Linked DNA regions of Mus musculus: regions 1, 2, 3, 5 and 6 are each linked to region 4. A link is a contact called in public HiChIP or PLAC-seq and promoter capture Hi-C data. All regions are on one chromosome and are shown on one strand. Each heading gives the region's core, a stretch centred on a gene start, on an enhancer-like site or on the middle of the called end of the contact. The rest is flanking DNA. Distances are from core to core; before and after follow the strand shown.

What was found. Promoter capture Hi-C pulls out the DNA fragments that hold promoters and counts their contacts. HiChIP or PLAC-seq counts read pairs in DNA pulled down with a chosen protein or histone mark. Capture Hi-C pulls out chosen DNA fragments and counts their contacts.
Region 1: a promoter capture Hi-C map of liver shows a contact between it and region 4, with 3 times the contacts expected there. The contact joins the enhancer-like site here to the promoter of Lmnb2 in region 4. A contact is called at or near these places in 4 of 39 promoter capture datasets (liver, neutrophils and pre-B cells) and 1 of 115 datasets of contacts at active chromatin or transcription factors (bone marrow-derived macrophages).
Region 2: a promoter capture Hi-C map of liver shows a contact between it and region 4, with 2.4 times the contacts expected there. The contact joins the promoter of 2310011J03Rik here to the promoter of Lmnb2 in region 4. A contact is called at or near these places in 4 of 39 promoter capture datasets (erythroid cells, liver and neural stem cells), 2 of 115 datasets of contacts at active chromatin or transcription factors (bone marrow-derived macrophages and pancreatic cancer cells) and 3 of 9 other capture datasets (adipose tissue, liver and pancreatic islet).
Region 3: a contact with region 4 is called in a promoter capture Hi-C map of neutrophils, with 2.7 times the contacts expected there. The contact joins the promoter of Mex3d here to the promoter of Lmnb2 in region 4. A contact is called at or near these places in 8 of 39 promoter capture datasets (cranial neural crest, embryonic stem cells, hematopoietic stem and progenitor cells and 4 more), 3 of 115 datasets of contacts at active chromatin or transcription factors (bone marrow-derived macrophages, embryonic stem cells and pancreatic cancer cells) and 2 of 9 other capture datasets (adipose tissue and liver).
Region 5: an HNF4G HiChIP or PLAC-seq map of pancreatic cancer cells shows a contact between it and region 4. The contact joins the promoter of Sbno2 here to the promoter of Lmnb2 in region 4. A contact is called at or near these places in 2 of 115 datasets of contacts at active chromatin or transcription factors (bone marrow-derived macrophages and pancreatic cancer cells).
Region 6: a contact with region 4 is called in a promoter capture Hi-C map of neutrophils, with 4 times the contacts expected there. The contact joins the promoter of Abca7 here to the promoter of Lmnb2 in region 4. A contact is called at or near these places in 7 of 39 promoter capture datasets (the SN4741 cell line, cranial neural crest, fetal liver and 3 more), 2 of 115 datasets of contacts at active chromatin or transcription factors (bone marrow-derived macrophages and pancreatic cancer cells) and 2 of 9 other capture datasets (adipose tissue and liver).

What each region holds. Positions count from the first base shown.
Region 1 is chr10:80,127,971-80,132,866 of GRCm38.p6, reverse strand. It overlaps Stk11 (serine/threonine kinase 11), which reads right to left. Exons shown (of 10, transcript NM_011492.5): 8 at 4,767-4,896; 9 at 2,756-2,962; 10 at 2,188-2,611. The coding sequence ends at 2,769. It overlaps Cbarp (calcium channel, voltage-dependent, beta subunit associated regulatory protein), which reads left to right. Exons shown (of 9, transcript NM_001195268.1): 9 at 616-2,433. The coding sequence ends at 1,579. Among named protein-coding and RNA genes, the nearest start is that of Cbarp, 7.0 kb to the left of the region's middle. Within about 2 kb of position 2,891, at least 5 of the 459 cell types and tissues checked have an H3K27ac peak or open chromatin away from gene starts, as enhancers often do. A contact at or near this core is called in liver, where this site is marked.
Region 2 is chr10:80,317,508-80,322,456 of GRCm38.p6, reverse strand. 2310011J03Rik (RIKEN cDNA 2310011J03 gene) reads left to right here and starts at 1,909. Exons shown (of 2, transcript NM_025521.3): 1 at 1,909-2,274; 2 at 2,910-4,202. The coding sequence starts at 2,145. The coding sequence ends at 3,109. It overlaps Pcsk4 (proprotein convertase subtilisin/kexin type 4), which reads left to right. Exons shown (of 15, transcript NM_008793.2): 14 at 248-376; 15 at 506-1,174. The coding sequence ends at 651. It overlaps Apc2 (APC regulator of WNT signaling pathway 2), which reads right to left. Exons shown (of 15, transcript NM_001372241.1): 15 at 4,200-4,949.
Region 3 is chr10:80,386,094-80,390,896 of GRCm38.p6, reverse strand. It overlaps Mex3d (mex3 RNA binding family member D), which reads left to right and starts at 3,246. Exons shown (of 2, transcript NM_198615.2): 1 at 3,246-4,236. The coding sequence starts at 3,477. It overlaps Gm30823 (a long non-coding RNA gene), which reads right to left and starts at 3,137. Exons shown (of 3, transcript XR_380610.3): 1 at 3,000-3,137.
Region 4 is chr10:80,916,124-80,920,552 of GRCm38.p6, reverse strand. It overlaps Lmnb2 (lamin B2), which reads left to right and starts at 2,308. Exons shown (of 12, transcript NM_010722.5): 1 at 2,308-2,589. The coding sequence starts at 2,335.
Region 5 is chr10:80,100,769-80,105,825 of GRCm38.p6, reverse strand. Sbno2 (strawberry notch 2) reads left to right here and starts at 3,124. Exons shown (of 32, transcript NM_183426.2): 1 at 3,124-3,216.
Region 6 is chr10:79,993,996-79,998,607 of GRCm38.p6, reverse strand. Abca7 (ATP-binding cassette, sub-family A (ABC1), member 7) reads right to left here and starts at 2,114. Exons shown (of 47, transcript NM_001347081.2): 1 at 2,020-2,114; 2 at 928-1,000; 3 at 746-839; 4 at 453-594; 5 at 252-364; 6 at 84-157. The coding sequence starts at 993. Cnn2 (calponin 2) reads right to left here. Exons shown (of 7, transcript NM_007725.2): 7 at 3,208-4,257. The coding sequence ends at 3,994.

The DNA of each region.
Region 1 (4,896 bases), core at 1,642-4,141, 790 kb after region 4:
ACCTCTCCAACGCAGACCGGAGAAGGAGGAGGGAAGCAGGGAGAGCTTGGGTAAGGGTAGGTGGGCAGTTGATGGTCCCAGGGTTTCCAAGATGAGACACCCTCCAGAGCAGGGCAGTGGGCTGGGGCCTCCTGTGGCCTTGCCGATATGTGGCAGGCTCCGAGGCCTGAAGGGCTCCTCAGTGGTGCCAGCATCCCTTCTGCCTACCTGCACTCCTGATGTATGCCTGACCCCAATCAAGGAGCGGCCTTGCTAACAGCTGCAATCAGAAATAACCTCCCTCCCTCCAAGTCAAAAACAAAACTCCCAAATGCTAAAACCACTGGGATGCAGGCTGAGGCCTTGCAAACTTGGGGCTGACCCTTAGCTTCATTGATTCACACCTGGCTGTATCAGCCCTTGACCAGTGGGTGCAGTAACCTAGGACAAGGGGCTGATGATTTGGAGTCTGTTTCAGGTCCATTCTCTTGGTACCCTTGCAAATCAAGAGTTACTTAGGAGTGGCCCAGACCCCATGGGAGACCCTCCGTGTCCATAGTCCCTAAAGCACAAACATGTGGCCGGCAGGGCAGGGCAATGCCTGCAGGCTCTGACCACATGGGCCTGGCCTTGCAGGCTAGAGGCAGCAGAGGCGGCGGGAGGAGCGAGCCCTGAGACTCCTCCGGAGCATGGCATCAGTTTGGGGCCCGAGCATGCGCAGCAGCAGGACCCGCAGCAAGAGCAGGACGCCGAGCATGCACAGTGCAGCTACCGTGACCTGTGGAGCCTTCGTGCTTCGCTCGAGCTCCATGCAGCCACTGCATCGGACCACAGCAGCAGCGGCAATGACCGCGACTCAGTGCGCAGCGGCGATAGCTCGGGCTCGGGTTCCGGAGGTGGAGGGGCAGCACCCGCCTTCCCACCCCCTCCGGAGTCTCCACCTGCTTTGAGGCCTAAGGACGGCGAAGCCCGCCGCCTGCTACAGATGGACAGTGGCTATGCGAGCATCGAGGGGCGCGGAGCAGGCGACGAAGTTTCAGAACTTCCTGCTCCAGCCCGCAGTCCTCCCCGCAGCCCGCGAGCCTGGCCACGCAGGCCGCGCCGCGATTACAGCATCGACGAGAAGACGGACGCTCTTTTCCATGAGTTCCTGCGCCATGACCCTCATTTTGACGATGCACCGCGTCACCGCACACGTGCACATCCTCACACTCATGCGCGGAAGCAATGGCAACAGAGAGGACGGCAGCACAGCGACCCCGGTGGTGCACGTGCAGCCACGCCCCCTGGAGTGGCCCGCCCTACACGTGCGCCATTACGCCGTGGGGACAGCGTTGATTGTCCTCCTGAAGGCCGTGCGCTGCCCATCACGGGTGATGACCCATCCATTCCTGTCATCGAGGAGGAGCCTGGCGGTGGAGGCGGTGGTTGCCCAGGCTCTGGGTTGTGCGTTGAGCCCGCCGGGGCCCTGCTAGACAAGCTAGCAGCCAGCCTCGACGAGAGACTCTTCTCTCCCCGTCTTGCTGAGCCAGTTGCCTCATCCCAGGTGCTGATTGTCGCTGCTGCTGCCCCTACATCCCCTGACCACAGCCCGGCCTAAGCTCTGTACTGGACCTGCCTCTCTGCTGCTTCTCCGGCAGCACATGGGGCTGCTGTGGGAATGGTGGCAACAGCGGGAGCAACCTGAGGTGGCCGTGCATGGGTACACGGCCCCCAAATCCCAAGTGTGCACATATAGTGTCCCCTGGGCACTTAGCGCAGTGGCCTCCGGAAGCAAGAGGCTCCAGGACCCAGGCTCAACTGCAGGGAGGATGACGAGACTGGACTCTCCGGTCCATATATGGTTGACCCCAGCACCCAGCCTCTGGCCACAGATGCTGGTGGAGCAGGTTCTGAGGTGCATGTGCAGCCTCCCTCCAGGATCAGCTGACCCTCCACTCGTGAGCACTGGCAGGCAGTAACACTGCCTGCCACTGTGTGAGCGAACCTACTGGAGGTGAAGTGACTGTGGGGCACTGAGGATCAGAGAGGAGCTCGCCGCCCCATATTCTGAGTTGATTTACCCTGTCCATGGTATGCGCTCTACCTTTCCTCTCTGAGCAATAACCGACCGCGCCTGCTCTCTGCATGTGCACAGGCTCCCCGTCTCATTCCTCCCCGAGAGCCTTGGGCTTTGGACACAACGGACAGAACAGCCCAGGTGGCAGCTTCAAGTTTCCCAAGCTTTATTTATTGCCAAAAGATAGGGCAGACTCGCTGTGAGTGCCTGCCCACTCCCTGCCCTGCGCCCTCTGTGGTTGGTCGTGTTGTCTGGTTAATCATAAATGTCTCTGCATATTTGTTTGCTCTGGGTTTTCTCTGCAGGCCACCCTGTGCCCCGCCTGCTCCATATTTCCAAACACCCTCATAGCCATAGCTCAAATCCACCTGTTTTATTAAAAAAAAAGAAACCAACCCAAAGACAGCGAGGCTCGCAGGGCGGCATGCAGGCAAGGCCGGCCAGTGGTCTCGACATAAAGTGCTTCTGGGGCAGCAGGTCCGCCCTCGGCTCCAACGTCCCGAAGTGAGTGGACAGGCAGGCCTGGAAAACCCAGCCTTGCAGGGACACCTGCCCAGAGATCCTGATGACACACTGTTGGTAGAATGGGTGGTCACTTAGTACCACCTCAACCACCAGACCTTCCCCCTTGCAGCACTGCCCTACGGGAAGGAGCTAGGAGCCCAGCAGACACCCACTGTGAACACCAGGGATGGCTGGACCCAGGCCCATGCCCACCTGTAGGCCTCAGTCACTGCTGCTTGCAGGCCGAGAGCCGGCGGATCTTGTTGCTGGAGCACACCTTGCGCGCAGGGTTGGCGGTGCCAGGTCGGCCTTCTGGCTTCACCTTGCTGCTGAGCTGGGGCTCTGTGCCATTCACACAAACAGCCTTGGGCAAACTGTGGCTCTGTCCATTCTGACCCACTTCCTCTTCCAGGACCTGTCCTACGGGAAGATGGCAAGCATAGCTTGAGCCAAGGGGCAGGTAGCTCAAAGCCCCAGGGCCCAGCCAGCCCCAACTGTGACAGAGGCTGGTCGGAGGTGCTCTAGCCTCTGGTGCCACCCACCCCTCAGTAGCTCCAAAGGCAAGCAGGCCCACTGCCTTCACAGTGCTATGCCCTGGCCCTCCTGCAGCATGCCCACGCTCACCTGCCTGTCTAGCCTGGGCAGCCCAGCACCAGCTCACAGAGCTCTCCAAGGGAGAGGCTCTAGACCCTCAGTACAGGCACAAGGAGATGAAGCATTCGGCCTGGGAGCTACTAGCTGCGATGAGCACCGGGAAGGAGATCATCCAGCTGAGGGCTGCAGACCAGCTTGCTCTGTTGGCCTGCCCTCGCAGTGGGACAAAAGATGGCCTCTCCTGAAGCTTCCCAGGCTCCAGAGGTCAGTGTCTACATGTAACTCCACAGTCCAGTGCTTGGCAATGCGGCTGTGGAACCCAGCACACAGCCCACTGCCCACGCTCCTGGATCCAGAATTTCTCTCCCAAACCCTCTGACTTGGCCACACTAGCAGCACCCACTCTGGCTCACTCTGCATGGGACTGAGGCTTGAGGTCAGGTGGACTCTGAGAAAGCATCTGTCCCCTCCTCCACACAAGGCACTGAGTAGAAAGCCCCTGTCCTGTTGCTGCAGAGTCCGACCCTCATGCCAAGTACAGAGGGATCAGGCTATCCTCAGAGCACGGTCACTTCACTCTGTGCAACACTACCCCATTTGACAAATGGGCTCCATGGCCAACCAGTGTCCCCAGACCCTTGCCTTCCTTCAAACCACAGCAGCCTTAAGGGTCCCTCATGCAACCAGCACCTAAGTACATCTTCTCCCCAGCAGAGAAACCAGCTCTCAGCCAGGAGCCCAGCCTGTGGGACAGTCTAGACAAGGGCTCCACGTGACAGAGTAGAAGACACTATTCCCACATAGGGATGCTTTAAACCTTAGAAAGGGCTGTGGCCAAGGCCCATACTGGACATCAGGTGTATACCTGTCCTTGTGGATTCCACCTGGCACCCAGCGGGCACTGCTATTAGAACTCTCAATTGCTACAGGAGACACAGTAGCCCAAGGTCCTTACCCTCCCACCAAAGCTATTTGAAAGGCCAGGAGCTAAGTGGGACTGGCATGCAGGCCACAGGAACAAAGGCCCCAAGAGCCCCTGGCTGGTGGCCACCCTGGCACTGAGGACCTAGCTCAGGCCTTGGACCCAGGCATGTTCTCTGAAACCCTGGTGGGGAGCCTGTCAGGGTAGTGACAGGAGGGAAGTCGCGGCAAGCATCCACCTGCAGACACAGTGGACAAAGCTTTATGGAGGACATGGGTGGGGCAGCAGACAGGGAGCTACACTAAAGCCCCAAACCCCTCCTCGGGCTCCTCTCCAGGAAGGCCTGCGCCCTGGCTCTTCCACATGCATGTGTCGCATGCATCCTCGCTAAGCCCTGCCTCGGCCGCCTCCTCGACACCTGGGGAAGAAGGCGATATAAGGTCAGGCATGGCCAGGACCGAGGGCCACTGGACCCTCCCTCAGGTGGCTGTCTCAGGGCCCCTACCCACTGCCCTCCAGGGTTCCCCTCCTCCTGCTAGATGCAGCCAGGGAGCCCTTCATCTAGCCCAGAGTGAAATGCCACAGCCACCAGGATGGCTTTGGCAGTCCTGGTGGCTCATGTTAGCTGGCTGGAGACTTGGGAAGGGGACCAGCCCCAGAGTGCACAAAGTCACCAGCTCCAGTAGGAGCTGCGCCAAGCCAGCTTACCAGGCACTGTGAAGTCCTGGGTGTAGATAATGCCGTCCTCAATGTCAAACAAGTCTTCCTCCTCCTCCTCCTCCGCACGGCCATGCAGGTCCTCCAGGTAGGGCACTACAGTCATACTGCGCCAGCGGTC
Region 2 (4,949 bases), core at 660-3,159, 600 kb after region 4:
AGGTGCAGTCACCTAAGAGAAGTGGGTCTGGCCACTGGCACACAGTAGATGTGTAGCAACTGTGGGGATGGTCTGACCAGTGCAAACCAGGTGCCACCTACCTGGGAGATGTGAGGTGGTGTGGCCACTAGCACATAGTAGGTACAGTTGCTACGGGGCCCTGCTTGGGAGACAGTGAGGCTGGCTACAGAGCCCGGCAGGCCAATGACAGGTGTCCCCCTTGGTGCCCACTGCGACCCCCGCCCAGGAACTCTGTACTACTACACCCTGCTGCTGTATGGGACGGCCGAGGACATGACAGCACGGCCCCAGGCCCCCCAGGTGACCAGCCGCGCGCGCGCATGTGTGCAGAGGGACACAGAGGGGCTGTGCCAGGGTGAGTGGCCGCAGCGCATGGTCACTTGTTGGGTGAGGAGGCGCAGCGGCCCGGAATGGGCAGGTGGGCACCGGCTGCACCCACCAGCTGCAGCCTCACTCCTTCTGTTTCCATGTTGTCCCTATGCAGAAAGTCACAGTCCCCTCTCCATCCTGGCAGGACTCTGCCTCATCTCCAGCCAGCAGTGGTGGTGGCTCTACAGCCACCCACAGCAGCCAGTGACCGAAGGACAGGCCAGCTGTCACCCTCCTGTTACACCTGCTGCAGCAGCCTGAGCAGCGACTACACTGCCTGTCCCCTGTCCCTTGTGTTGGGAGAGCTCCAGAGCCCCTCCAAGGCTTGCCACCTCTGGTGGCCCCCCAGCTACCAGTCTTGGGCCATGGTGCTGGCTCTGCTGGCCAGGGCCTTTGGGAGGCCCCTCGGCTTGAGGAAGGCCCACCTGCCCCAGGCTAGATACCCCAGTGCCCAAAACCATGCATGCACAGATCCCTGGAGGCTGGAGAGCCAGAGATGCCTGGCTGTCAGGACAGAAGGCCGGTACCCCAAGGTCCTGCTCTCAGGCTGGAAGAGAAGCCTGCCCCAGAAGGCCAGGGCAGAGCAGCTGCATGGGTCAGGTGACAGCCCACCGCTCAGCCTCAGCTGCTCCCAGTGGAAGAGATGTGTCCTTACTCATTTTGGAGCAGGTACAGTGGGCAAGAGGTCAGACCACAGCCACCAATCATCTGCCCCTTCCCTGTCTCCAAGCCATCCATAGCCCCATGTCTAACCTCATAGTTGCCAAATAAAAGTTAAACAGAAGATGTCGAGTTTATGGTGTCCTTGAGGGTAGGGTGGGCCCCTGGAGGAATAAGGACCCACAGAGGAAGACTGCTCTGAGCCCAGATCTGCCAAGTGCTGAATTACCATACAGCCATGAACAGGAAGCTAGCTCGCTCCCCCATCCCCCACTGGTTTTTTTTTTTTTTTTTTTTTTTTTTTGGTTTTTCGAGACAGGATTTCTCTGTTTAGCCCTGGCTGTCCTGGAACTCACTTTGTAGACCAGGCTGGCCTCAAAAATCTACCTGCCTCTGCCTCCCGAGTGCTGGGATTAAAGGCGTGCGCCACCACTGCCCGGCTTTCCCACTGCTCTTTTGAGACAGGGTCTCACTGTGTAGTCCTGGCTGTTCTGGGATTCCCCATATTGACCAAGATGATCTTGAACTCACAGAGGTCTGCCTGCCTCTGCCTCACAGTACTGAGATTAAAGTACTGAGTTAAAGGTCTACCACAAGGAAGCAAAGCCTGTGGCTAGGTTCCATCCAGCATTTATTGAGCGCCCACTGTGTACCTGGCAATGGTTGTACACTGATTACTCTCGAAATCACGTTCACCCCTTTCCTCCCACCACACGCGGTGAAGGAGGGCAGAGTTCCTTCTGATCTTACTGGATAGCAACTAGGAGCATCTAGGCTTAGGGCTCTTTAAGACGGGGGAGGGGTTTCGCGAGGCGTGGCGCTGGAGTGGACCGGAAGTGCCGGAACGTAGTGGCGTTCAAGCAGGAAGCGGAAGCGGTGGCGGCCGCCTAGGTTCTTGGAACGAAGATAGGCAGCGGGGTGTTCCAAGAGCAAACTGGCGCGGAGATCGAGCCAAACTCCGAGGTTCCGGGAGGAGGGAAAGCGAGACGGGGTAGGGACCTCGGCGCAGGTCTGTAAGGGGTGCGTAGGAGTTCGCGAGGTGGGCGGGCCGAGCCGAAAGTGGACCCCCAGTTAGCGCGCGCTCCACCTACAAGATGAACTCCAAGGCGAAGAAACGCGTGGTACTGCCCACTCGCCCCGCGCCTCCCACGGTGGAGCAGATCCTGGAGGACGTGCGAGGGGCACCCGCTCAAGATCCTGTTTTCACTGCCCTGGCCCCGGAAGGTAGGAGAACGTGAGACTCCCGAGTGGGGAGCAAACCGACTGCAGGGACGAATCTTTTTTGTCCCTGCCCTTCTCTTCCCCTGCAAAGAAAGATCATCAGAAATAAAATTGAAAGTGCTCCGAACTCTTGGGAGGCAGAGGCAGGCGGATTTTTGAGTTCGAGGCCAGCCTGGTCTACAGACTGAGTTCCAGGACAGCCAGGGCTACACAGAGAAACCTTGTCTCGAAAAACAAAAACAAAAAAAAGTTGAAAGTGCTGCCAACCCGGGTCTAGGGCAAGAGGATTGCTGTGAGTTCAAGACCTTGTCTCAGAGGGGCGTGGCCAGCTGCTCCTACAAATTAATGGGGGGCCAGAGTACTTGCAGGGGCCATATCTGCGACTCCTGGCCTAGGATCCAGGAATCCAGGCAGTCCTGGGTAGAACGGCAGGCCAGGGTGGCTGGAGGTGTCCTGTCCTCTCCATGACACCAAAACCTGAAACTGAGTCTTGTTTTCTAGTGCCTAATAGGCCTATATAGCCCAGGCTGGCCTCGAACTCACCATGTAGCCAAGGATGACCTTGAACCACTGATCCTCTTGCCTCTGGGTTGGTGGATGTCAGGCCTGGGGATGGTGACACTGTTTCTTCTCTTCAGACCCCCCAGACCCATCCCCAAGGGCTGAGGACTCTGAGATCCAGCAGGAGCAGATCTACCAACAGAGCCGGGCCTACGTGGCTATGAATGAGAGGCTGCGGCAGGCGGGGGAAGCTCTGAGACAGAAGTTCGATGGCCTTCGGCAAGCTGGTCAGCGGCTGGAACAGGATATCAGCCAGGTGACTTCAGCCACCTCCTAGAGCCGAAGTTACACCTGATGTCCTTGGTCCAGGCCTGGGCACCTAGCAACCAGAGGCTCTGGGTCAACATTTGCTGTCCCAACCCTGGCCCGGGGAGACCCAGTGGCCCACCTTGCCAGCTAGCAGCTTTGTTCCCTCTTCCATCCTTAATGGCCTCTAATTCATGATGGGACTTAGGGACATGGCCACCTCCTCATTATGGGGACACTGGCCTAAATTGCATCAAGGACTTGATTGCAGGTCGGGGCTCAAAGCCAGTCTGCCCCATAGTGACCGGTGTGCTCTTCTGTCCCATGTCACCCTGGGCAGTGAAGGTCTTCATCCCCAGCATCCACAGCAGGCCAGCCACTGGCATCTTGGTTGAGAGAATGGGCTAGCTGCACGCTTCATAGAGCCTGGCTCAGGCCCTCTAGGGCTACACTGCCTTCTCAGTTCTCCCTGGGGCCGGGGAGACTCATCAAGGGAGTTTCCATTCTGGGGAGCCCAGGGGTCCAAGAGGAACTCAAAGGCCAGGTCCCTGTGTGTGGTGAATGTTGCCCCTTCTGGATCTGGGGTTTAGTTTGCCTTCTTGCAGAAGACCCACCACTCTTGGGGTGGCTGGACTTTAGTTCTGGAAGATTAAAGATGTTTGATGCCTGAACACAGTTCTCCCTTAAGCCAGGCTAGATCACTGGGTACCCAAGCCCCCTGCCACCCCTTGGCAGCTCAGGCGCTAGCTACCACACCTGCCTCCTTGGGTCCCAAGCTGGCTGGAACTGTTTTGTCAGAAGTGGCCTTAGCTTGTGGCTACATCATTCCTGACACTCCACATTCCTGGCGGTCACGGGGTCCAACTTGCCCTGACCAGTGCAGCTTGGACTCCTGGTCCCCACCTCCACCATGACACCTCCACCACAAATGACCAGTGGCTGATGGCCAGGTACAGCTTGGCTGAACCTCAGTCAACCTCGGCTCCAGCATGTGGGGATGTGACACGCTGTCGAGTCAGTGGGGAGCTCAGAAACACCTTCTGGGGTTGAACAGAGCTGTAGAAGAAGGTCTTGGAACGACCCCCCCCCCCCAGAGCCAGTGATAAAGATGAAGCTACAGATCGATGGAGTGGCTCGCTTTATTAAAGATATGAACAAGAATCAGAAGCCAGGCAGGGTGTCCACTCGGGGGTCTGCGTGGGGGGTCGGGGGTCAGTATGTACAGAAGTGTAACACTGTAGTAGAACAGGGCGGGAGACGGTATGGCAGCAGAGGACACACTGACCAGGTATGAGCAAGGGGTGACATTGGCCAGGGACAGCGACAGACACACACACACACACAGTGAGGTAACTGGTAGGCATGATGCCCTGGTCAAGCACCCAGTGGTTAGTCTCCGGTAGACCACTGGTGTCCAGCTCAGAGCGCTAGCAGCCATCGGCAGCCTGGCGGCTAGCAGACCCCTCCTGCTCTGAATCTAAGGGCTCGTCAGCTCTTGCCTACCCTGGGCTGGATGTCACACTGTGTCCTGTGTCCCCCACTGTCTGGGGTGAAGAAGGCAAATGTGGCTGCTGGGCCCCCAAGGCTGGCAGGATGGGAGGAGGTGGCTGGGAGAAAGATGGCCCTTGCATGCTGGTACCACAGCCCAGACATCTCTGCTGCTCTACTCTGAGTCCTCCCCACGGCCCACATGGGGAAACTGAGGCACAGAGCAGCATGCTGGCTACCTGGGCTCCCACAGTGTGTGGTGCACAGGCTCAGTCTACAACCCCAGTTCAGGGTCATCCTGGGATGCCTCTGAGGTTTGAGAGGGTCTCCTAGAGCCACTTGGCTCTGTTCTGAAAAGGGCCTTCCCTTTCCCCTCCCTACCA
Region 3 (4,803 bases), core at 1,997-4,496, 530 kb after region 4:
GCCTGTCCGTGCTTTCAGGAACTTGAGGTGTGCACCCTGTGTGAGCAGCACATACAAAAGCCGCAAGGGCTCAGAACCCTAGGACTGGGGTTACAGACAGTTGTGAGCCACCATGTGGGTGTTGGGAAGTGAACCCGAGTCTTTGGGAGAGCGGCCAGAACTGTAAGCATTGAATCACGTCTTCCTCGTATTTATTTCTTAGTTTGTTTAGAGATTAGGATGAACATAGGCTCGGCTGCACTCCACTGCTGAGACTCACCACAGCCCTCCAAGTGTTGAGTTTATCTTAGGTTACTTTGCTTTATTGGTTTATGTTGTTCATGGTGTCTGTGTGTGTTCATGCATGCCTGTCGTAGTCCACCACAGCTGATGTCACCCCTCAGGTCCCTTCCAGCAGGTCACTGGCAGGGTCAGGGCCTACCATATCAGGATTTTACATGCCTACGTCTTGGGGATGTGACTCAGGCCCATCACAGTGGCAGGGCAAGTACTTCACCCAGTGTTGGTTCCTGGGGTCAGTTCCACACCCGAAAGGCTCCTCCAGGGAAATGCCCCAGCAGCCTCACCTGAAACCCTCCCTGCACTGTCTCTAGAACTGGGCTCTCTGCATGCTGGGTAAGAGAAATGCCCTTATGCTGTTGATGTTTATAGATAAGATCTTTCTCTCTAGACCAGGCTAGCCTCAAACTCAAGGAGACCCACCTGCCTCTGCCTCCTGTGTGCTGGGATTGAAGGCGTGAGACACCATACTCAGTTTACCCCTTGGTCAGAGGCAAGTGGATCTCTTGAGTTCGAACAGCCTGGTCTACAGAGTGAGTTCCAGGACAGCCAGGGCTACACACAGGGAAAAAAAAATGTGTACACCTGAGTTTCTGTCTGTGCACCACATGCATACAGGAGCCCTAAAGGTCCAAAGAGGGCAGTGGGTCTCCTGGGAATGGACTTACAAGCAGTCGTAAGCTGTCATGTCGGTGTTGGGAACTGAACCCAGGTCCCTACAAAAGCAGTGAGTTCTCTCTCTGCCCCCACAGACTTAGTTTGAGACAGAGTCTCTTGCTGAACCTGGAACTCAGGAATTAGGCTAGGACCACTGACCTCGATGCACAGGGTCTCCTGTCTTCACCTCCCAGGTGTTGGGATCGCAAACACTCGGCTATAATTTAAATTTGGAGCCTCACCATTTTGAGGCTGTCTCTTTCCGAATCTTGGAAGGCTACTTGAGGTGCCTCTGGTGCTCAGCTTCACACCCCCTCCTCTCTCCCCTCCCTCCTGGTCCACAGCTTCACATCTGAGTGTCTCTGCCCTCCATCTCTGCTCACAGCCAGTAGTTCAAACTCTGGCTGGGTGGGCAGAAGTGACCCGCTTGACTGCGTGCAGCCCAGGTTAGCCTCTGGCTTTGAATACCTGCCAAGGCTGCTGAAGTTTCTGCCAAGTCAAGGACAAGGACTGTAGCTGGGGCCCAGGGAATGGCTAGACATAGATGTTAGGAAGAGGAGTCAGTACTTCCTTTTTTTTTTTTTTCCTTTTCTCCCCGCCCTCCTGAAGCAAGGTTTCTCTTCATAGTCTTGTCTGTACTGGAATTCCCTGTGTAGACAAGGCTAGCCCCAAACTCACAGAGAAACTGCCTGTCTGCCTCCCAAGTCCTGTGCCACTAGCATCCAGCTTTGATTTAACAATAATCTAAGTATAATAATAATAGTAATTATTATTAAACTGGCTCTTAATTCACAGCCCTGGCTGACCTGGAACTTCCTGAGTAAACTAGGATGGCTTGGGACTTAGAGGTGTGAGCCATGGTACCCTACTGGCTCTTGACCTTTTATTAGGGTCAAGGTGGCTTCTGGGCAGAAGAACTAACACACTGGGGGTGTGAGGACACTCTGTGTTCCAACCTGCACTTGTGTTCATGATGGTTGTAAAAGTGACAGGAAGGCATGGATTGGGGGAGGGGCACTGTTGTGGCTAAGAACGCTGCAGAATGGAGCGGCCTCTGCCCCAGACCCTGGGACACAACTGACCTGAGGTTGCAGTCAGCTGTAGGCAAGGACCCAGACAAGGTCCATCCTGTTCCCTGTTCATGAGAAATCTCAACAGGAACTCTGAGGTATATGCAACAGCTGGGGACAGTATGGCCCTGGAGGTAGGCAGAGCCTGTGGAAGAGGCTGCCTTCCTCAGAGCCCAGCATCTCCAGTGAGGGTCGTCTCAAATGATTATGGGCAGTGTCTGCTGGGAAGCGATTCACCCCACAAGTTCTAAGTGCTTATGTCTAAGTTTGGGTGTACACAACCCCCTCCACCCCCAAGGATGAGCTGTTGGGAAAGGCTTGACTTGGGGAAAGGGACCTCTGGCTGCCCAGACACCATGCCAGGAAGGACGTGACTCGGGGAATGGGTCCCCAAGTCATTAAATGTGCTTGGGATAGAGGCGCCGTCGTCAGGAGGAGGACAGAACCAGCTGGAAGAACACAGCACAGGAGCTGGCGCCACCCTGTTACTCAGAGTGGGTTCCATGACTGAGGGTGAGGTGGGGGACCAGAGTCAGTGTGGTACCCTAAACTAGAGAGTCCCCAGGTGCACATAGGTAGAAATCCCCGGCTTCTGGAGGGCAAGGACAGCCTGGGGCAAGCCAGGTACTAGAGAATATTGCCTTTACGATGTAGTCACAGTGTAGGGGCTGATGTGAAAGAAAACACCGTGTGGCTGCGAGGTGATCCCTGCCAGAGGGTCCCCAAGGTCTCCAGGCACACGGGGAGGATTTCCCTGCTCTCGAAGAGCGAGGACTGACTAGAGAAGAAAGACACAGGAGGGGGACTCCACACTTTTGAGCACAGAGATGATTTTGTGGGATCGGGGAAGGGGAAACACAGTGTGGCCGCCAAGTGATCCCTGATAGAGGTCCCGAAGGTCCCCTGGCGGGCACTGGGAGGAGGCCGGGGAAGCCAGGGGTGATGGCGAGGGCTCCTGGAGCACACGACCCTCCCCATATCCCCGGGACGCACCAAGGTGGCTCAGAACTGCGGGCTCCGCCGACCCACCTGTGGCGCCTCCCGCACGTGCGGGCGGGCCAGGGGGAGGGGGAGAGGGAGGAGGAAGGGGAGGGTCCGCACCCTGGGCGGGGGCGGGGCAAACACGTGACTGCCGGCCCGGCCCGCGCGTGCGCAGCGGCGTTGCCCATTGTTGGCCGCGGTGACGTCGCGGGGCGGGGCCGGGGCGGGGCGGCGGGAGGGCGGAGGGAGGGAGGGCACGAGCGTCCCGTGCCACCGCCGCCGCCGCCGCCGCCGCCGCCGCCGCCTCGGCCGCCCAGGAGCCGCCGCCAGCCCTGCCACAGCGCCACCGCCCCGCAGCCCCGCGTCCCCGCAGCATCCCCGCGCCGCCGTCCCCGCCCCGCCGCTGGATGCCGGCGGCCGGCGGCCGAGCTCGCAGACGCGGAGGGCGGCGCGGGCGGCGGCGGCGGCGCGGGCCCGAGCGCTAAAGCCATGCCGGGCTCCACCGGGCAGCCCGACGCGGGCGGCGCGGGAACCGGGACCACCGCCGGCGACCCCGGGCATCCGCACCCTGCACTCGCGGGAGCCGAGGATGCCGCGCCCCGGCCGCCACCCGAGCCCGACGACGCGGCCGCTGCGCTGCGCCTGGCGCTGGACCAGCTGTCCGCGCTCGGGCTGGGGGGCGCGCGCCCCGGAGATGAAGGGATGGCGACACGCAGCGCGGACGGGGCGACAGAATGCGGAGAGGATGAGCCCGCGCCCCCCGACGAGCTCGAGGTGGCCGTGGCGCCCCCGGTGACTGGTGCGCCCTCGATGGGCGTGGGACCCTCGATGGCCCTGGCACCCTCGGTGACTTGTGCACCCTCGATGGCCCTGGCACCCTCGGTGACCAGTGCACCCTCGATGGCCCTGGCACCCTCGGTGACTTGTGCACCCTGCATGGCTGTGGCACCCTCGGTGACGGTGGCACCCTCAATGGCACTGACACCCTCGGTGACCCTGGCACCCACGATGGCCGTGGCTTCTTCGGTGGCCCCCGGCGGGCTGCCTCTTTTGGACCCCGACGTGAGCCCCCGGCCATCACCCCCAGACGTGTTCGCCAGCTTCGCGCCACACCCGGCTGCCCTGGGTCCCTCGACGCTGCTGGCTGAGCAGTTGAACGTGATCGGGAGTCGCAAGAAAAGCGTGAACATGACCGAGTGTGTGCCGGTGCCCAGCTCGGAGCATGTCGCGGAGATCGTGGGTCGTCAGGGTGAGTGGCTGCCGTCGAGGAGTGCAGGGGCGCGCTTATTCTCCTGGATAAATATTGAGGGGGGCACGTATGTATTGGTGGGAGGAAGGGACAAGCTGTGGCCCGTTCTAGCCCAGGGTGAATGTGACCAGGAGACCCCAGGGACACGCCCCGTGTGGAATCTAGGCCTCGGTGGATTTCTTGGCGCCTTTGTTCAAAGCTGCCGGCTGCTGCAGAAGTTGGGCACTGCCCAAGCTGTGGCCACAACCGCGGCCTTTGTCTGGGTTCCTAGGGACAACCACAGTCCATGTGCCATAGCTGGGGGACACCTTAGGACATAGGCCCCTTAGAAGCAGCTAGGGCTGCCCCCCACCCACCCACAGATAGGCATGGGGCGGGGCCAGCTTAGACTTGCTAGCCCAGGGAGGGTGCCCGGAGGGCAGGATTGAAGTATAGTAGTTTAGATAGAAGGTGCCTCTCTTAGCTCTCTAGCTTGGAGGTCCGGACTAGGTGCTGTCCTCTGAGAAAATGACTATAGCCCCCAGCGAACCCTGAGCTTGAGAATCTGGCATTTATAGGAGGGTCTCC
Region 4 (4,429 bases), core at 1,059-3,558:
ACACAATGTAGCTTTAGGAAAGACAAATGCTAACCGTAGTGAGTCATTCTTACCTTTCCAGGATGACAGGTCAGGTGTTGTCTAGGGGACAGTAAGTCTGTCTGTATAGATTTAGTGTTATGATATGTGCGGGGAGAAGGCTATTCTGCAAGGAGTGGGTGTGGCACTGGGGAGCAGTCCTCTCCCAGTCATAAAAATTGACTCTCCCAGGTACCTGTTAACATCAAGTTAGAGAAAGGTGGTCCATAGTCTGGCCCTTGACACTTGACACATTGTGGGAGCCAAGCTCTGTTTATTATCCTCCTCTCCCCATTCTGCCCCCTCATGTGTGCGCACATGTCACGGTATTCATGTGAGGGGCTGAGGATCTTTGGCTTCCTATCCCCCTTCCTGTGTACTGTGGTCTAGCTGTCCCCGGACTTTCCTGTCTCTGCTCCCCGTCTCCCCACAGGAGTGCTGACATTACATGCAGGTGCTCTACCACATCCAGCTTCATGTTGGCCTATGTGATTTGGATTGGGTGGGTCTTCTTGCTTGCCCAGGTCTCCATTTTGTTTGTTTGTTTTCTGAGACAGAGCCTCATATAGCCCATATTCCCTCACACCCTTTGTCTTAGTTAGGGTTTTACTGCTGTGAACAGACACCATGACCAAGGCAACTCTTTTTTTTTTTTTTTATCTTACGTATGTGAATATACTGTTGCAGTCTTCAGACACACCAGAAGGGAGTATTGGATCCCATTACAGATGGTAGTGAGCCACCATGTGGTTGCTGGGATTTGAACTCAGGACCTCCGAGTTAAGAGCAGTCAGTGCTCTTAACCACCGAGCCATCTCTCCAGCCCCAAGTCAACTCTTATAAGGACATTTAATTGGGTCTGGCTTACAGATTCAGAGGTTCAGTCCATTATCATTAAGGCAGGAAGCATGGCACCGTCCAGGCAGGCATGGTGCAGGCAGAGCTGAGAGTTCTACATCTTCATCTGAAGGCTGCTAGTGGAAGACTGACTTCGAGGTAGCTAGGGTGAGGGTCTTAGCCCACACCCTCAGTGCCACACCTGCTCCAGCAGGGCCACACCTTCTAATAGTGCCACACACTGGGCCGAGCATATACAAACCATCACACCCTCTGTGTCACGGAGGTTGCCCTTGAGTTCCTGATTCTCTTACCTCCATCTGCCTGGTGCTGAGGTGAGAGCAGGGGGCTCATCCACGGTGCTGGGATAGAAGCCAGGACCTCAGTCAGGCAAACACTCTACACATTGACTCACATTGGTAGCCCTGTGTTTCTGCTATGTTATCCTCAAACTCACCATCCTCCTGCCAGTGCTGGGAAGACAGTAGTGGACATTTGCCTTGTGGCGGCTCTTTTAAAAATTACATTTGTTTACTATGTTCCTGTGTGTGGACACTTTAGCAGAACTTGGCTACTTTGTGGGTTCTTCTTTCTTCCACCCTTTTCTACCCTCTTTCCATCCTTTCAACCCTTAACACTAGATAGGAGGGGGGAAAGGACAGAGAGAAGAGGGGGTGACATTATTGTTAGGCTATTTCCTGTTGATTGGGGGCATTGAGTTCCTTGGAGCAAGTTTGATTTTGCTGTCAGGCTATCTAATTTCTTCTTGTTGTTGTTTCTTCTTTGCACACGACTAGTTAACAAACCGTTACCAACAGAGACCAACCAAAGCCCGTCTTGGGGCCATAACATTTGTATATCTTCTGAAAAGTGTCCATAATTCCTAAGGTCACAATCGCAGAAACTATGTGCAACTGACAAAACCGTGCCTCTGCTAGAGCACGAAGCAAATCATAGTCAGCTGCTGCAGACTATCTGAAGCAGCCCCATATGTGACACCTCTAATTAAAACAAAAACACAAACTCACATATTTCTGTGTTTTTCGAAGAACCCAATTGGAGTCCAGGAGACAATTGTGTGCATTGCTTGTCTTCTCGTATGTAGGGTTCAGCGATCCAAATTCGACCATCAGTTTTGGCAGCAGGTGCCTTTCTACCCTCTGAGGCATCTCACCCACCCTTGCTGTCTTTTTGTTCGATTTGTTCTGCATTTGTTTAATTTATTAATTGATTTCTGTGTGTGCGCTTATGTGGCTTCATGTGTGCATCTGTACACATGTAGAAATCAGAACGCCTCCTCCACCCGCAATCAGGGTAACTGCCAAACCCCGGGTTTTACTGGAAAGCTGGAAACTACATCTCCTGGCATGCCTCGCAAGCTGCCCTGTGGACTACGGCTCCCTGCGTGCTCCGCGCCAAGGAGACTACAAATTCCGGCGCGCTGCGGGCGGCGGCGCCATCTTCCGCGGCGCGGATTGAATGAGCGCGCCGCATTCGGGCAACCGAGGTGATTCTCCCGCCGCCGCCACCTCCGCCATGGCGTCTCTGCCGCCCCACGCGGGGCCCGCCACGCCGCTGTCGCCCACGCGTCTGTCTCGGCTGCAGGAGAAGGAGGAGCTCCGTGAGCTCAACGACCGCCTGGCACACTACATCGACCGTGTCCGCGCGCTGGAGCTGGAGAATGATAGGTTGCTGCTCCGGATCTCCGAGAAGGAGGAGGTGACCACTCGCGAGGTACGTGGGTCGGCACCGGGGACGCGGGGAGCTTGATCCTGGTGATAGGTGAAATGAGCGGAGTCCTGCCCACCCGGGATCCCGGAGACGGTGCATAGAACTAGCTAAGCCCAGCCCACAGGGGACCCGGGGGCTGGTGCACAGCTAGCTGAGTCTTGTTCACTGGGGACTCTGGGGCTGGAATATAAGGGCTAAATACTGCCTACCGGGGACCTCAGTACAGATGCATAACGCTGAAGCCCAGTCCACCGGGGACCCCCAGGGGCAGATGCCGACAGCTAAGTTTTGCTCACCAGGACACCCCAGGGTTGGGTGATAGGCCTGAGCCCTGCCCACCATAGACCCCAGGGACGATTGCAGAGCGCTGAGCGCCGCCCAAGGGGAGGGGAGACACATCTCTTACAGGTGCAAACCGCTAAGCCCCACCCACTGGGGGGACCAGGAACTGGTGCAGGCAGGTAAGTCCCGCCTACCAAAAACCCTAACACAGGTTAAAGTCTGGACGGGGAAGGGGACTAGTGCAGATGGGTCCAAATCCCTCCCATGGGAGGGACTTTAGGGACAAGTGACAGGTGTAAACAATGTTAGTCCCCGCCCCCGAAGCCCCACCCACCCGGGCGCTCTTGAGACAGGTGCTGATGAAGCTAACCTGTGCTCACATGGGGACCCTAAAGGAGACGTGTAGACTGAGGTAAAACTTCAATAAAGCCGGGTCCTAAGGACCTAAGCTTAGCTGAGTGGGATCAGGATGGCTTGTGTGTGTGTGTGTGTGTGTGTGTGTGTGTGTGTGTGTGTGTATGGGTGTGTGTGTGTGTGTGTGGGTGTGTGTGTATGGGTGTGTGTGTGTATGGGTGTGTGTGTGTATGGGTGTGTGTGTATGTGTTTGTGCATGTGGAAGCCAGAGGTCACCTTTGGGTGTTTCCCTCAGTGGTGGCGCACGCTTTTAATCCCAGCACTTGGGAGGCAGAGGCAGGTGGATTTCTGAGTTCGAGGCCAGCATGGTCTACAGAGTGAGTTCCAGGACAGCCAGGGCTACACAGAGAAACCCTGTCTCAAGGACCTTGGGGGACACTTCACATTCCATGAATAGGCAGGAAAGCCCTGCCCACCCAGGGTCATAGGTTTAAAGGACCCTGCCTGATTCCTAAGACACCCCAGAGGTAATGTGCTGAGACTGAGCAAGTCTCCCCAGTTAGGGGCCCATGAGACCCTAGGGGACCCTAAGGAAGTGCTGTCTGGAGGCTGTCCTGGGGAGCTTTGAGGGTCTCTGAGGGAGGAATACCAAGCCTGGCAGACCCAAACCCCTGAGGACCCCAGTGAGGGGTGCTGGGAACCCCTGAGGGAGAGCACCACTCTAGGCAAGACCATCCTTATTCGAGCTGTGGAGATTTGGGGCCCCTGAGGAGAGGTGTTGATCCAGTGTTGATCCCCTTCAGAGGACTCGTGGACTTTTGGGTACCCAGTGTGTAAGGGCGCATTCGGCACAGCCCTGGGAGACCCAGGTGAGAAGGCCATTTGGGGGCTCTCCTGACACTCAGGTTCTAGGGTTTGAGATTGTGAGGGTAATGATTTGGGTGTCACCAATGGACAAGGATAGGAGCTGGGCAGTCTCCACCCACTGTAGGGTCCATGGACATCTTGGGGTACTTCTGCTGAAGGCTTCCAAGGGAAGAGTCCAACAATGAGTGTGTGACTCCTCAGGGACCGGCACAGAGTGGGCCACAGCTTGTTGTGGGACAGGGTGGTTTCACACTGGTACCTGGGGGAGGAGCCATTGGGGCTGCCCCCCCCCCCCCCCCCCCGCAGTGAAAGGCATCTGGAGGGTGTTTGTACCCCACCC
Region 5 (5,057 bases), core at 1,875-4,374, 820 kb after region 4:
CCCTTCCATACTGAGGAAAACCCAGCAAGAGCTTGAGAAAGGGAGATGGAAGGGTGGTGGAGGTGGAGAGGGGAAGAGGCGGTGCCAGACTGGGGGCCCCCACCAGGGGAAGTGGGTATAGAAAACAGAAGTGGCCAGGGGGACCATGAGGAGGAGAAGCTTTGGTGGCAGCCTGGGAACACCGGGACTTTCCAGATTGTAGGGAAACAGGAAGTGAATCCCTAGGTCCAGGCCTGCATGGCCAGGCTGGTGCACCTGCCTGATGGCTGGGAACCTGGACGGAAGCTAGCTGGCTGCTGGTAGGGCAGGGCGGGAGGTGGGCAGATCTCAATAGGGGAGCTGGGGCTGGGGCTGCTCCAGTCTGAGAAGCTGAGGGCTCCAGAAGTTCCTTAGCACTCCCTGGCAGGGCTTTCTATCCTTTGAAACAATGACATGGGCTGTGCAGAGCTGTTCAGTGCTGGTACTTTCCTATTTAGCCTAAGGTGCTGGGCTTCATCCCTCCCTATGTATCTGACCCCCCCACCCCCATATCAAATCGTAAAGCTAAAACTAGGCTGGGGCTCTGAAGGTGGACTACCCAGCATGCAGCGGGCCCTGGGTTCCATCCCCAACACCACATAAACCAGACATAGTGGCACATGCCTGTCACCCCAGCACATGCCTGTCACCCCCAGCACATGCCTGTCATCCCCAAAACTTGGAAAGTGGGGATCAGGAGTTCAAGGTTATTGTGTTTTGTTTTGTTTTGTTTTGTTTTGTTTTGTTTTGTTTTGTTTTCGAGACAGGGTTTCTCTGTGTAGCCCTGGCTGCTGGCTGTCCTAGAACTCACTCTGTAGACCAGGCTGGCCTGGAACTCAGAAATCCGCCTGCCTCTGCCTCCCAAGTGCTGGGATTACAGGAATGTGCCACCACCGACCCGGTTCAAGGTCATTATTGGCTACATTTTTGAGTTTGGGGTTGGCCTGAGTTCATGAAACTGTTCTCAAAACAAACGAAGCCACAGTTTGTCAGTGTGGTCAGTGGAACAACCTAGCATGTAGCTCCTTAGTTTAAAGGCTCAGAGGAGTAAAGTGCCTTTCCTGGGGTCACACAACAAGCCCATGCTGCTGCATCTTTAAAACTGGGCCATGTCCAGGCATGGGGCACACGCCTTTAATCCCAGCACTTGGGAGGCAGAAGCAGGCAGACTTCTGAGTTCGAGCCAGCCTGGTCTACAGAGTGAGTTCCAGGACAGCCAGGGCTACAAGGAAACCCTGTCTCAAAAACAAACAAACAAACAAACAAACAAAAACCTGGGCCATGGACTTAGAGCCAGGTCCCTGTTGCTTTCTGAGGCTGACTCCTGTGTTTCCTTGGAAATCCCCAAATCTGACTAATTCCCTAGCCATCCCCAGCTTGGCAGATTCCTTCGGGCTGACAGGGCTAGATACACCCTGGGCTGGGCAAACTGCCCCCATTTGAGGCAAGATTATCCACTGTGACTTCATGGCTTCCCGTGCTGGACGTGTGGCAGAGGTCACTTCCATGCCTTTCCTTAGGTGACCTGGGACTAATTTCAGGATAGTCCTCTGCCTCCATTTCTTCCCCTGGGGAATGCAGGTGACACATATCTCAGAGGACTAAGGTGAGAGGGAACTGGATTCTTGGGTGTGGGACTCAAGCCTCCTAGTGGGTCTCACACTTCCAAACTCTTTATTCTGTGTGTGCGCGTGGGGGGTGTATGTGTTTGTGTACAGTGTGTGTGCGCGCGCATGCACGTGTGTGTGTGTGTGTGTGTGTGTGTGTGTGTGTGTGTGTGTGTAGGTCAGAAGTTAACCTTCAAAGTTACTCCTCAGGTACCACCTGTATTGCTCCCTGAGACTTGGTCCCTCCTGGACCTGGAATGTGCCCACCAGGCTAGGAACCCTCCTGCCTCTGCTTCTGCAGCACCGGGATGATCATCTGAACCCCTGCCACCACACCTGGGCTTGGGGATAGAGCTCAGGTCCTTAGCACTTTACCCCAAGCTGGCTGCCCAATCCACTATACCAGGCTTTTTTATTGTTGTTTGGTTTTCAAGACACTGCTTCTCTGTGTAGCCCTGGTTCGCTTTGAATTCACTGAGATGGCCTGTTTCTGCCTGCCCAGTGCTGAGATTAAGTTAAAGGAGTGTGCCACCACTGCCCGGCTATACCAGGCTTTTAAACAGCTTTTCTTTTTATCTAGATTGTCTTTCCTTTTGGTCTCTGTGAAAAACTCCTGATTAAACTTAAAATCCAAGTTTCTATAGCCTTACTGCTTAAGATCTCCAGTGGTATCCTTAACTTTATGCAGAGACTCCTGCCTGGGTCTCCTTCCCTGAGGACAGATAGTCCTGATTTCCTGCCCCTTAGACAGGGGTTTTTTGGGGGCACAATAAAGAGCCAGGTTCTCATCTGGGATGGTGGCACATGCCTTTAATTTCAACACTTGGGAGGCAGAGGAAGGAAGATCTCTGAGTCCAAGGCCACGCTGGTATACAGAGGGAGTTCCAGGACAGCCAGCTACATGGAGATAAAACAGCATCCATACAGTTCATTTACTTATGGGCAAATCTAATCTCAGGGTTGCAGGACACAGGCTTCTGAATGGTGGTGCCTCTGGGCCTGAATTCATGATACCCAGCTGGGAAGGGGATGGTGACTGAACTGGCTTTAGCCCCACTGAGGCCATTGCCCTAGGTCTGGACTGAGAAGGGAGACACGTGAATTAGATCTATAGTGGGTTTTAGAGATTGGACCAGGCATGATGGTTTATGCTTTTAAGATCAGCACTTGTAGAGTTCTGGTGGATCTTTGTGAGTTCTAGGCCAGACAAGGCCACATAGTGAGACTGTCTAAAAAGAAAAGAAAATAGGGCTTTTAGATAGTTCTAAGGGAGCGGAGGATGGCAAGGGTGTGAGAGGTTGGTGGGGTCTGATGTTGCAAGTGTGCCAGGGCATGTGCAAAGCCCTGAAGGGGAAACTGAGGAACGATCTACAGCCCAGCAAGGTCAGGCAGGGGACAGAGAAGGGGTCCAGCTCCCTCAAGTAGCAAGAACTGCCCGGCCCCAAGAGGCCCCGCCCCTAAGGCCGCGCCCCTTCGCAGAAGCGGAAGTGCGCGCCGCCGGCAACATGGCGCCCAGAACCCGGAAGTGAGCGGCGGCCGCTGAGAGGCTCCGGGAAACCGAGGCGTCGCGGGCTCAGCGATCAGGTCTGAGGTGAGGCGCCGGCCCGAGACGCCACTGTGACCCTTTCGCGATCCCCACGCGACTCGTGCGGCCAGGCTCTGGTTCCGGGCTTCTCGCGGCCGTTCCTTGGCTGCAGGGTGGGAGCGGACGCGGAGGAGGGTGCCGCACCGCGCGCGACCTCTGACCCTCCCCGCGACCCCCCTGACCCCGCCCCCAGTCACGACCCCTGTGCGCCCCATCTCTCTCTGTGAGGCGAGACCCCACGTTCCGCGTGGACCTCAGTCTCGGTCTTGCCCCAATAGTCCTGACCCCACGTCCGGCTGCGACCCCTGCCCCTGCCCCAGCCGGTGAGCCTCTTGGCTGAACTCCCCCATCTCCGGGGACCTCTCTCTCACTCCTGCTTTGACCCAGCTCCCAGGGAACCCCGACTCCTATTGCGACCTCCATTGTCCGTCTTTGACACTGACCCCAGTTTCCTATGACCCCCACCCCCCCACCCCCTTTCCTTTTGGCTGACCCGGATTCCCGCCTCTGGTGGTGAGAACTTCCTTCCCTGAAAATCTTGTCCACAGCCTGTCACTCCTGGCCTTGACTCTGGTATTGGGTCTTTGGAGGTACCCCTCATTCTTTTCGGCACCTTGATTCCCATACAATCTACTTTGAACCTTGACCCTAACAGACCACCACCCTCCCATCTACAGTTGAACCTTAACCTCACCTTGGGACCCCTGTTCTCCCAGTGAACCTTAACCTCATGCCAGGGACCCCGTCCTCCTAGACCCAGGACCTTCCCTCTCCTGAGACTCAGGTTGCACCCCGGGAACCTTCTCCCGCAACTCCTGCCCTTGACCCTGGTCCTGGGAGGGAACCCCAACCCCCACCTTGTGCCATGATCATTTGACCCCAGGCTCAGTCATGACCCCCTAACCTTTCTTTTCTGTTGTTTTCTATCAACTCCTGTTCAGTGTCCTTTTTGACCCCTTTCTTTTTCTTGTGGTCTTTGACCCTGGTGCTCCGTGAGGTATTTTTGTCCCTTCCTACCCAACTTGGTGTCTTTAGCGTTGAGGGTTCTCAGGACCCCTGGCTATCAAGGAGTCTCCTTACTGGGTTTCCTGGGTGGATGCCCAGACCTGGCCCCACCATTGGTCCCAGCCACGTCTCTCAAGTCTCCTCTTCTGGTTTGGGTTGGGGGAGTGTGTAGTAGAGAGTGACTTTGAAACCACATCACCAGGGAGCTAAGTGGGGGAGAGTGGGTGCCACCACCCTAGGTACTAGAGATGCACTAGAGGGACACAGCTGAACTAGCCTGGTGGTGAGGGAGGGATCTCAGGGTGTCTCCTCAGATGTCATGATTAACGCTCTGAAAAGTTAAAAAAAAAAAAAAAAGGCATGAGTGTGTCAAGTGTCTGGGCCATCCCCCGGCTCTGCTTCCCGGAATGCCTGTGAGTCCCTGAGTCCCGCCCGCTCGGGAGCGGCTGCCTTCCTGCCTTGGCTGTCTGGTGCGGGCCACTGAACCCTGTGATTGGGGAGTGACGGGGAGCCTGGCCTTGGGGGTGGCACGACTGCTGGTGAGTTTTCCAATGTGGTAAAGGGCCCCGAGGTACTAAGCTGAGCTGGGACCCCAGTGAACAGGTTAGATGAGGCATTGCCTGGAACCTGGCCTGGTTGGGACTGGCTCTGTTGTGTGGGACTGGGGACATTTGAAGGAACAAGGGGCATAACCTGGTGCCTCCCTCCCTGCAATCAGCCGTGCTAGGGACCTGATCCAATAGCAATCAATGGCTGGACTCTGTATCTGGGAGGCCTGGCTAGCTGAACCCCCAACTTCTCTTGGCCCCTCTCTACAGCCCTTGGGCCCAGCTTTGGATTGT
Region 6 (4,612 bases), core at 865-3,364, 920 kb after region 4:
ACAAATGAGGAATGGAGGAGTTGAAAGGGGCAAGGGCTCATCCCAGGCGGCCACGGGAGTTCCTCGCGCCAGCCCCCCCTCACCCTTTGCAGGATCTTCTCCAGAAGCTTAGTCACTGACCCTTGACTGGTCGGCTGGTCACTCTCCTGTGGTCGTGCTGAGGGGAGGGGATGCCAACAGGCAGCCAAGCTCAGCCTGCAGCTCAGCCTCCTCCCCAACCCCCTGCCCGATTTACAGCCCCAGGTCTCTACCTCCACCTCCAACTGCCCTGAGCACGGGGATCAGTTTCCCCAGGGCATCCAGCATGTCCTGGATGCTGTGGCCCCCGAGCACTGTGCGGGTATCAGCGAGGAGCCTCGAGATCCTGGGGAGCAGAGAGGGAGTGGGAGGCGGGGCCTCAAGAGTCCAGGACCCCATTCACCAGCCAGCCCCCACCTGCCAAGTTCACTCACAAGGAATCCTTAAAGTTACTCAGGACCCCAGGCTTCTCGCCAGGCGTTGGGTGCTGGAAGCAGGAGTTGTTTACGTTGCAGACAAGGCCCTGCAGCCAGGGCACCGTGCCCGCCGATGGTAATGGCTTGTTTGGAAAGTGGCCTGGAGCGGGGAGACATCTGCTCATAGTCGCCCTCACTTCTATTATCAGCTCATTAAATGATATGGCCACCCGCCACACCCAGCTCAGACCCCAGCGCCAAGCAGGGCGGGAGAGGCTTGTCACTGTCCCACCACACACACAGCGGCTCACATTCGTGATGCTCCAGAGGGGGGTGGGAGTGACGGACAGCCACTAGGATGAAGAAGAGGAAGAGGGGCCAAAGCAACTCCACTAGTAGTTGGATCTGGGGAGAGAATGGGTAGGAGACTTTGGGGGGCCGTGATGGACACCTGCCATCGCCCCCCCCCCGACCTGCAAACCCCGGGCGTTACCGGTTGTCTCCGTCGATAGGTGTAATTTTTCCACAGCAGAAGCATCAGCTGTGTGCCTAAGGCCATGATGACTCTGGACCGGAAACAGCGGAGAGGACAGGACAAAGAAAAGGCTGAGAGTGAGCTGTGTGGCTCCAGACAAATGTCTGCGGGTCTCTGATCCTCATCCTTCCGAACATCGGGCTGAGCCTCAATAAATCTCCCGCAAAGAGCCCGGCAAACAAGGCACCATAGAAAGAAATTCACTAGGGAAGTGACCAATGGGAACCCGGCGCGCAGCCGTCCTCGTAGCTGATTGGCTGGAAGGGCTATCGATGAAGGCTGGGGTCTGGAAGACCCTGTTTGCATTCTTAGGGGGCGGAGCTTGGGTTTAAAGCTTGGGGCTTGGGGCTCGGGGCTCCACGGTCAGCCTCATACCAGACCGGGGTCTCGGTTCCGTTCGCCCCAGGTGGCCCCCGGTGAGACCCGGAGTCTGTGTCATTTGCAGCTGGCCTTCTATTTTTTAAGAGATGGGAACTGAGGCTCAAAAAGGGGCAAAGTCACGCTCCCAAGGAAACCAGAGAAGAAGGAGGGCCCGCCCTCCGGAGTCAAAAGGAGGGTACAGAAGACCGCCGGCTAGGAGGAGTCAGGGACAGGCTCCTTGAGCACGCCATTCCTGATTTCGTTATTTTATTTCCCCCCGGAACTGTATGCCTGTGGCCTGCTTCATGATACCGATAGGGAAACTGAGGCTGACAGAGAGGGAAATTGCCAAAGTTTAACCATCTACATGGAAATTGGCGGCTTCCACTCGGGGACTTTTTTCTTTCATAAAGTGAAATTTGAGATCTGGGGGGTGGGGGGTGACAGGCCTCATTTGGAAAGTGGGACACTGGAGGTGTAGGTTGGCAGAGGTCCCTCGAGGTGACCAGATGACCGCTGTGAGGATCGGTGGTCCATTTTTCCCACACTCCCCGGAAGGATAAGGAAGGGCAAGGGAGAGTAGGCACCTGGAACCCCAAATTATCAGGGAACGTGGCTCAGCCCACCCTCACCCCACAGCATCCCCAGATCTCCAGGCTCCACCTTCCACCCTCTCGGGGATTTTCTCACCGTTCTGAGGCCCCCAAACTCCATCCACTTTCGCTCCTCTCGGCCTCGGCGGGGGAGCGCGGCCCCTTTAAGTGGAGCCCCGCTCAATTGCGGACGACGCCCTTCGCAACCCGGTGCCCTAAGGAGCACCCAGCCCCGCCCCCTAACGCTACTATTGGATATTGCACCTGCTACTCAGGCGACTTTGCCATTGGAGGAGGCGGGACCACAGCCCGCCTCTCCGAGCCGGGTTTCTTAAAGGGACAACAGGATTCCTGCTGCATCAGTTTGGCTTCACTGGGACACGACAAAGAGGGGGACAACGGGTCACCTGTGAGTTCACATCTTGAAATGGCAGCTCCCCACAGCAAGACATTCCTGTCTCCTCTCCCCAAGGACTCCTTTTTAAAAATACTTTTTAATTTTGAGAGTGGCTCACACTGCTGTGGTAGGCCTGGAAATCACTGCTTAGACCAGGCTGGTCTCACAGAGATCCGCCTGCCTCTGCCTCCTGAGTGCTGGGATTAAAGGCGTGTGCCACCACAAGTAACCTTTGTTTTTAAATTTAATTAATTTGCTTATTAGGGTAGGACACATGCATGCATGGCATATCTGTGGAGGTCAGAGGACCATTTCCTGGAGTCTATTCTTGCCTACCATGATGTGGGACCTCAGGCAAAGACCAAGTTTAGGTCGGAAGGTTTGCACAAGGTCTTTGTATCCTGTGCCATCTCCTGCCACCAGCCAGAATTGTACCACAGCCTCTGTGAGCTCATCTCCAAAGTAGAGCTTCAAGGACCTGCACATTCATTTTAGCAACATCCTCTGGTCTAGACAATTTCAGAATCAGGTGGCAGCCCAATATCCTAAGATTAGAATCAATAGTTGCCTGGATTGTAGGCAAGATTCTCAGATGTCTCCTACTCTGGAAAAAAAAAACTGGTTTATTTCACAAAGCATAGAGGGAGATGGGTGTAGATCACCCTGGCAAGCGTGAGTTAGGGGGCCTTAGAAGTTGGGGTTTTGCAGATGCATAGGAGTTCGAAGGAAGCTGGTGAGGGAGACTCAGCCTCTTTCTCCACCCTAGCCCCGATCTATCTCACATCATTCATTCAACTGTGTCTGTTTCTCGCCTTCTCCCTAACTTTTGTGCAGGGCTTGCACCTTGCTTCTAGACAGCGCCCCCTCCATCACGGCCAAACTCAGGAATGTACTTTACTCTTAGAAACAGAGGTTTTTATTGTTTTTGTTTTTGTTTTGTTTTTGTTTTTTTTTTTGTTTTTTTGGTCCACACAGGGAATTTCACATTTTCTGGCAGTGCAGGGGCCCGTGTGGGTCATGTGTGGCCCCTTCCGAGGCCCAGACTCTAGCACACCTAATCAGGGCCTGCACAGGGGCAGGGAAGCCTTCAAACACCAGAGGAGTGAGGGAGGGCTGCAGGCGTTGGGGTCACATCTGGCTTGCCTCAGTTTCCCCACGGGGCACAGGAGGGTGAAGTCTGAGAGTCGTGGGAAAGCAAACTTAGTCCCTCAGAATGCCTGCAGTATTTTAAAGCCTAGTGTACTCCAATACTTTTGAGGCAAAACCCCCACAAAACCCCTTGTTTTCTTTCATTGAAACTGCCTGTAATTTCCCCGGGTTCACAAACCACAAACTGATGTGAAAGAGATGAAGAAACAGGAAGCCCATTGGGGCCAGCCTCTCCCACAGCCCACTGGGAAACGCACAGCCTCACTGTCCCACCAAGGACACCCATGTCCCCTGTCTGGTGGGTCAATCCTGGGAAGGAAGCGAGGCATGGTGGGTGAGGAAGGAGCATAGATAGCACAGATCTGTCATCCCAGCCCTTAGGAAGCTGAGGCAGGAGGATTGCAGTGAGTTCCAGGCCAGAGAGAGATACAAAGAGATGACCAGTTTCCAAACACAAAACACAATGAAAACCCCAAAGCCCACACAGGGCTGCTGATGCAGTGGGGGAGCTGGCATGCTGGGTGCTCAGTAGCCAGCTTCCTCCTGGCAGTAGGCCAGGTACTCTGGGGCCTCGCCTTGGCCGTCACCCGCAGGAGCCCCGTCAGCTGCAGAGCCCTGTGGGCAATACTTGGGATCGTAGATCTGCCGCCCCAGTCCGAAGACCTGACCGCTCTGGTTGGCGCCCTGCGTGTAGCCCATCTGCAGGGACATGGAAGAGTTGTCGCACTTGTCGGTGCCCAGCTTGGTGTCATAGATGTGCCTCCGGGTCCCTGGAGCTGTCATGCCCACCTGGAGACAGGGGAGAAGGTAAGTGGGGCTCAGAAGAAGAGCAGCTAATCCCCTCAGTGTACTCCCTGTAACTCTCTACAGGGCTTCCAAAGCTTAGACTAAACCCTTTTGTTTCTTTAAGGCTTGATCTTGGACTAGAGAGATGGCTCCGTGGTTAAGAGCACTGACTGCTCTTCCAGAGGTCCTGAGTTCAATTCCCAGCAACCACATGGTGGCTGACAACCATCTGTAATGGGATCTGATGCCCTCTTCTGGTGTGCCTAAAGACAGCTGCAGTGTACGTATATAAATAAAAATAAATAAATCTTAAAAAAAAAAAGACTTAGTCTCATGTAGCACAGGCTAGCCTCAAACT